2 separate regions of the Mus musculus genome follow, and region 2 is linked to region 1. The links are chromatin contacts, called in public HiChIP or PLAC-seq maps. All regions are on one chromosome and are shown on one strand. Each heading gives the region's core, a stretch centred on a gene start, on an enhancer-like site or on the middle of the called end of the contact. The rest is flanking DNA. Distances are from core to core; before and after follow the strand shown. Region 1 overlaps Runx1 (runt related transcription factor 1). Region 2 holds the start of Cbr1 (carbonyl reductase 1).

Evidence for each region. HiChIP or PLAC-seq counts read pairs in DNA pulled down with a chosen protein or histone mark.
Region 2: an HNF4G HiChIP or PLAC-seq map of pancreatic cancer cells shows a contact between it and region 1. The contact joins the promoter of Cbr1 here to the enhancer-like site in region 1. A contact is called at or near these places in 4 of 39 promoter capture datasets (the C10 cell line, cranial neural crest, hematopoietic stem and progenitor cells and 1 more), 7 of 115 datasets of contacts at active chromatin or transcription factors (astrocytes, embryonic midbrain, large pre-B cells and 4 more) and 2 of 9 other capture datasets (adipose tissue and macrophages).

What each region holds. Positions count from the first base shown.
Region 1 is chr16:92,653,388-92,656,087 of GRCm38.p6, reverse strand. All of the region lies in intron 5 of Runx1 (runt related transcription factor 1), which reads left to right. Among named protein-coding and RNA genes, the nearest start is that of Gm30224, 59 kb to the right of the region's middle. Within about 2 kb of position 1,322, at least 99 of the 459 cell types and tissues checked have an H3K27ac peak or open chromatin away from gene starts, as enhancers often do. A contact at or near this core is called in astrocytes, memory CD8 T cells, oligodendrocyte precursor cells and 1 more, where this site is marked.
Region 2 is chr16:93,606,571-93,609,270 of GRCm38.p6, reverse strand. It overlaps Cbr1 (carbonyl reductase 1), which reads right to left and starts at 1,434. Exons shown (of 3, transcript NM_007620.2): 1 at 1,017-1,434; 2 at 375-482. The coding sequence starts at 1,305.

The DNA of each region.
Region 1 (2,700 bases), core at 73-2,572:
TCGTTTGCCTCCCTCCAGAAACTTTTTAAGGCACTTGGAAACAAAGGAAGCAGCCTTTATCCACAGTTCAGAGTTTTGCTTAAATTCATTTTCTTTTCCAGGACCAAATAGTTTTTCTTCTGCATACGGCTCTCATGGCGGCAAAACCATAGGATAGCCTGCTGCTTCTGAGTCTATATTTCCTGTATGTGTGTGTGTGTGTGTGTGTGTGTGTGTGTGTGTGTGTGCGTGCGTGCGTGCGTGCGTGCGTGTGTGTGTGTGTGTGTGTGGTGTATGTATGTATGTATGTATGTAAGTATCTGTGTGTCTATGTATATCTGTGAGGGTGTATGGGTGAGAGACAGTGTGAGAGTGTACGTCTGTGTCTGTGTCTCTGTATGTGTATTCATGTCTATGTGTGTCTGTGTATGTTTATGTGTGTCTGTGTGTGTCTATGTGTGTGTCTGTGTATGTTTATGTGTGTCTGTGTGTGTCTATGTGTGTGTCTGTGTGTGCCTGTTTGTATGTGTATGAATGTGTGTTAGAGAGTGTGTGTGTCTATGTCTATGAGTGTGTCTGTGTGTGAGTGTGTGTCTGTGAGTGTGTGTCTGTGAGTGTGTGTCTATGTGAGAGTGTGTGTTTGTGAGTGTGTATGTCTGTCTGTGTATGTGTATTTATGTCTGTGTGTGTACGTCTGTGAGTGTGTGTCTGAGTGTGTATGTCTGTTTGTCTGTGTATGTGTATTTATGTCTGTTTGTGTGTGTGTGTGTGTGTGGTGTGTTTGTGTATGTCTGTGTGTATCTGTGAGTGTATATGTCTGTTTGTGTATGTCTGTGTGTATCTGTGAGTGTATATGTCTGTGTATGTGTATTTATGTCTGTGTGTGTGTTTGTGTATGTCTGTGAGTGTGTATGTCTGTCTGTGTATGCATATTTATGTCTGTTTGTGTGTTTGTCTGTGTGTGTGTGCCTGTTTGTATATGTGTGAGTATGTGTATAAATGTGTGTGTTACAGTGTGTGTGTGTGTGTGTGTGTGTGTGTGTGTGTGTGTGTGTATCTGTGTCTCTGTGTGTGCCTGAGATTCAGTTTCTGGGAGGTGAACCGATCCACCCTGTGCCCCGTGCCTGCCTCAAACCCTTCAGCTACTTGATGCTGAGGCTCTGGAGGCCACTGGGTAGTCCGTGCATCTGCCAACACACTGGCTGGGGGCAGGATCAGAGAATCTTTTCTGCTCTGAGAGTGATTCAGCCATTCTCAAAATAAATAAGTAGCAGAGTGCAGAGAGGAAGAAGTGGAAAACATTGAAATCTGAGTCTGGAGGGCGGAGTTCTTCTCAGCAGGGCTCCTGAGTCCTGAGCAGGGGGCAGTGCCCAATGGAAAGCCCTCAGGCCCTGCCACCTGGCTCTGTGCAATTCTCAGCTTCTGCTGGAACTTCAGTTTTGTCATCTACAAAGTTGGGAGGAGGGTGTAGTGAGGGCTAAGGCACTGATGAACTCAACGCTTGATTCAATGTTTCCAGGAGCAGTTGAACTTGCAAGGCATCCTCTTCCAGCCTCTAGCAGGTGACCTGCTCTGAGGAGTGTGTCCAAAGGGGGATGGAGAAGAGATGGCCACTGGGGGTGTGGGGGAGGGGCTAGTGAGGAGCAAGATGGAGTAGGGCCAGAGGGAGGATCGACCCATCCAGCCCAAGCTGCTGCAAAGGGACGGGAATAAATGCAGAGTGGAGTGGCTTAAGCAGGGGAAATCATCAAAACTATATTTCCCATGACTTTGGCAGCCTTAGAAAAAAAAAAGAAGAAAGGGGAAAAAAATCTGTAAACACACAAAGTGCTCAATTGTCCGAGCCTAATGGCCAACTTCCCAAAGCTGGCCGGCCAGAGACCTTGGTGTTAATTCCTCAGCCAACTGGAAAAAAAAAGATGGTGTGAGTTCTGTTGACTTAATTGCCAGAGCGTTGCTGAGTGAGGCTGCCCCCCCCCCCTTGCGTATGCTGGGCCTTTCCTCATTACCTGCCCTACCTATCTCCACAATCTAGCCACAAACAGCTTTGGTTGACCACACCACTTCCCTATTGAAAGTTAATACTGTTTGACTCATTCGGTGCTGCTTAACCCGAAGCCAAAGAAAACAAGGCAGAGAATAGCTGGCTTGTATGGAGTCTGGAAAGCCCTGCTCGGCCCTGCTTTCAAAGTCCTATACAGTAGCCTTACTATACCTCAGCTGCAGCTGCACAGAAAATGGAGGAAGCAGAGGTGACCCTCTGTGTGTGTGTGTGTGTGTGTGTGTGTGTGTGTGTGTGTGTTGGCGAGGGAGGTGGGGGTGGGGGACGGAGAAGAGAACAGGAAGGGAATGGGGTGCCCCCCCCCCCGGGGGGCTGGAAGAGACAACAGAGCAATCTGCCCAGTTCCGGGATTCTCTTTCTGGGCTCCAAAGTGTATCCTAACAGACAGCAGTGTCTGGGCTGAACAGATACACTAAAAAGAAAGACTCAAAAACCCATTGGAAAAAGCGATTTTCCTATAGAAGACAGCAGAGAGAGGGGAGTTGGATCTCACCTGACCAGCTTCCCATAGGACAGTCCCTAGGTGACCAGGGACAAGGCCCACCACTGCCAAATGTGGGAAGGACTCAGAGGCAGAAGGTTGTCTTGGGTTGATAGGGAGGTAGCCACACTGCTCCCTACTCCTTGCCTGAGATGAGGTCACCAGGGGGGCAAATGGG
Region 2 (2,700 bases), core at 185-2,684, 950 kb before region 1:
CCAGAAAGGTGGTTTCCTCAGAGGGTTTGTAGGGTTCATCTTGACAGCTGAGAGCTGCTGTGGAGCTGGGCTGAGGGATGTAGTTGGGTACAATCTTAGCACTTGTGGGGACAGGCCATTGTGGCCAGTGGGATGTCAGTATGTATGCAAAATATTTCAGACATAATTGGAGTCCTAAAGCCCCTAATGGGTGAGGAGGTGGAAGAAGTGGATGCTGGAATCTTATCTGAAGATTAAGAAGAGCTGCGTATGCAAAGAGAAAGTCAATGGCCACAAAAGAATTGAGATCAAAGGTCTGAGCAGTGCCTCACAGTGGCAGAGAGGCTGTGCAGTAGGGAGAGGAGCTGAGCCCGGAAGTCACCTGGCAGACTCACCTTGGGGTTTTATTAGAGGGAGCAGCTCCTTGCAGACATCTCGGGTACCAAAAAAGTTCGTTTTCATTGTCACCTCTGCTTGAATGTGGAAGGGGGTGTCGTCATTGACTTTCGGGGGGGGGGGGGGGAGAAGAGAACCGAGTTAGCGGAGTGGAAATGTAAAGACCTAAGTAAGCTAGAGCTTTAGAGATCCACTTGCAAGTACAGTCTTGTTTACATACAGCTCTGCATCACTGTCCATCTGACAATTTTCTATTGTGCTTGAAAGACACCACCACCACTGGGGGTGGCTAGGTGAAGTTTGTATATATCAGGATCTTAAGGAAACACCGTTTCCCTCTGTCTCTTTCTCTCTCCTCAATCTCTTGCTTATTTCAGTATCAGATATAGTTCCACTTAAGTATCGCCAAGTCCAATTCAATTACTCAACAACTGGGTGAGGGAAACCTAGAAATGATGGCGAACATTGAGGCTCTGCTTTCCTGCAGCCCCTACTACCCTGTCCTGTTTCTCCCAGGGGATCTGTTTCAGAGTCCTACAGCATAGTGCTCCTGGTCCTAGTAATGATCCCAGAGAGGCACAGCCCACCTTGCCACCAGGCTCTGGGGAAGCCACCTTCCATCTCCACACCCAATGGCTTACCCTTGAAGGCGATGCCTGCGTTGTTGACCAGCACGTCCAGGCCTCCGTATTCCTTGAGCAGAAAGTCGCGCAGTGCGCGAATGCTCTGCGGGTTGTCGATGTCCAGCTGGTGGAAGCGTGGGCTCAGGCCCTCCGCCTGCAGCTTTTGCACTGCCGTTTGGCCCCGCTCCTCGTCCCGCGCCGCGAGCACCACGTCCCCGGAGAATTTCCGACACAGGTCACGAGTGATCGCGAATCCGATTCCTTTGTTAGCACCGGTCACCAGCGCCACGGGTCTGCTGGAAGACATGGCTGCGTGAGAAGGGAGGCCGTCGGAGACCAAGGAACTTGGCGCAAACTCTGCCTCTCGAGGCTGCTGGAGAGTGGTTCAAGACCGGTTCACTGGCGGACTGAAATTGGCGTCGACAATGTCGCACCTAGCACGCATGCGCAGTTTAAGCCCCCTCCCTACGGGGGGCGTGGCTGGTGGGGGGTGTGTTTGTTGTTTAGTGTGGATTTTAAAGTTGCCTCTTGTCAAATTGCTGTGTATTTAGGAAATGGCTCACCTTACCTGAACTCCGTTTTTTTTTTTTTGTTTTTTGTTTTTTTTTTAAATAAAAGTTTACCATGCAACGAAAGGTGTCAGGTTGTCTGTTATCTCAGATTATGCATTATGCAGTTGGGGGTTACATACCAGCCAGGAAAAAAACCGGCCAGGTCAAATGACTGACATCTCAGGCTTTTTCCTGAAGGCGTGTTGAAGCCAGCTGCCAGGCAAGACTGCAGGAGAAGGCGAGAGAGAGAGAGAGAGAGAGAGAGAGAGAGAGAGAGGGAGGGAGGGAGGGAGGGAGGGAGGGAGGGAGGGAGGGAGGGAGGGAGGGAGGGAGGGAGGGAGGGAGAGAGAGAGAGAGAGAGAGAGAGAGAGAGAGAGAGAGAGAGAGAGAGAGAGAGAGAGAGAGAGAGAAACACAGCTTTGCACCTGGAAATCATGCATTCAGCTTGCCCACGGGTCTAGGTCTTCCTCATTACTTGTATGAATTTTTCACTGTTTTCCCCAACTTGCAAATTGGACCTCTGTACGTTTTCTTTCTGGTGTTTAAAAAAAATAACATAAAGCTGCCACTTAAGTTGTAGGAACTTGAATTGTAGGACAAACTGGGAGATTATGATGAGGAATCGCAATTTGTGTTGAATTCACCTCTTAGGACACCAAAGCAAAGCTATTGGGGTAATCTTTGGGCAGGAAACATTCCTTACTAGCCTGTGGTATCCCTTTAGATACTTCTAATTGCTTTGTCTTACCTGGATGTTTGTATTGAGTGTACAGATGTGTACAGGGCCTTCAGGGGATGCTGCTCTTCTGTGCACCACAATGCACCCTTTTAGTCCCTTTTTAAGATGACATGATGCCATATGCTCGCAAAATGACATTTGGTTCAGTCGTGGGAAACAGATTTCGTCACTGGTTCCTAACACCCTGGCTATAGGGATCTCCAGGTCAAGTTTCGTTTCCTCTCCATTCAGTAGGTTGCTATTAGAAACAAGTGGCCATTTAGATTAAAATAAGACATTTTAGTTATACTGACCCCACAGGAAGACCTCTCTGTGTGTATGAAGGTCATTGTATTAGGAATACAGTAAAATAAAGGAGACAGGTATAAGATTTCCATTTCAAAATATTCTACTGCCTCATATACATTGCTTG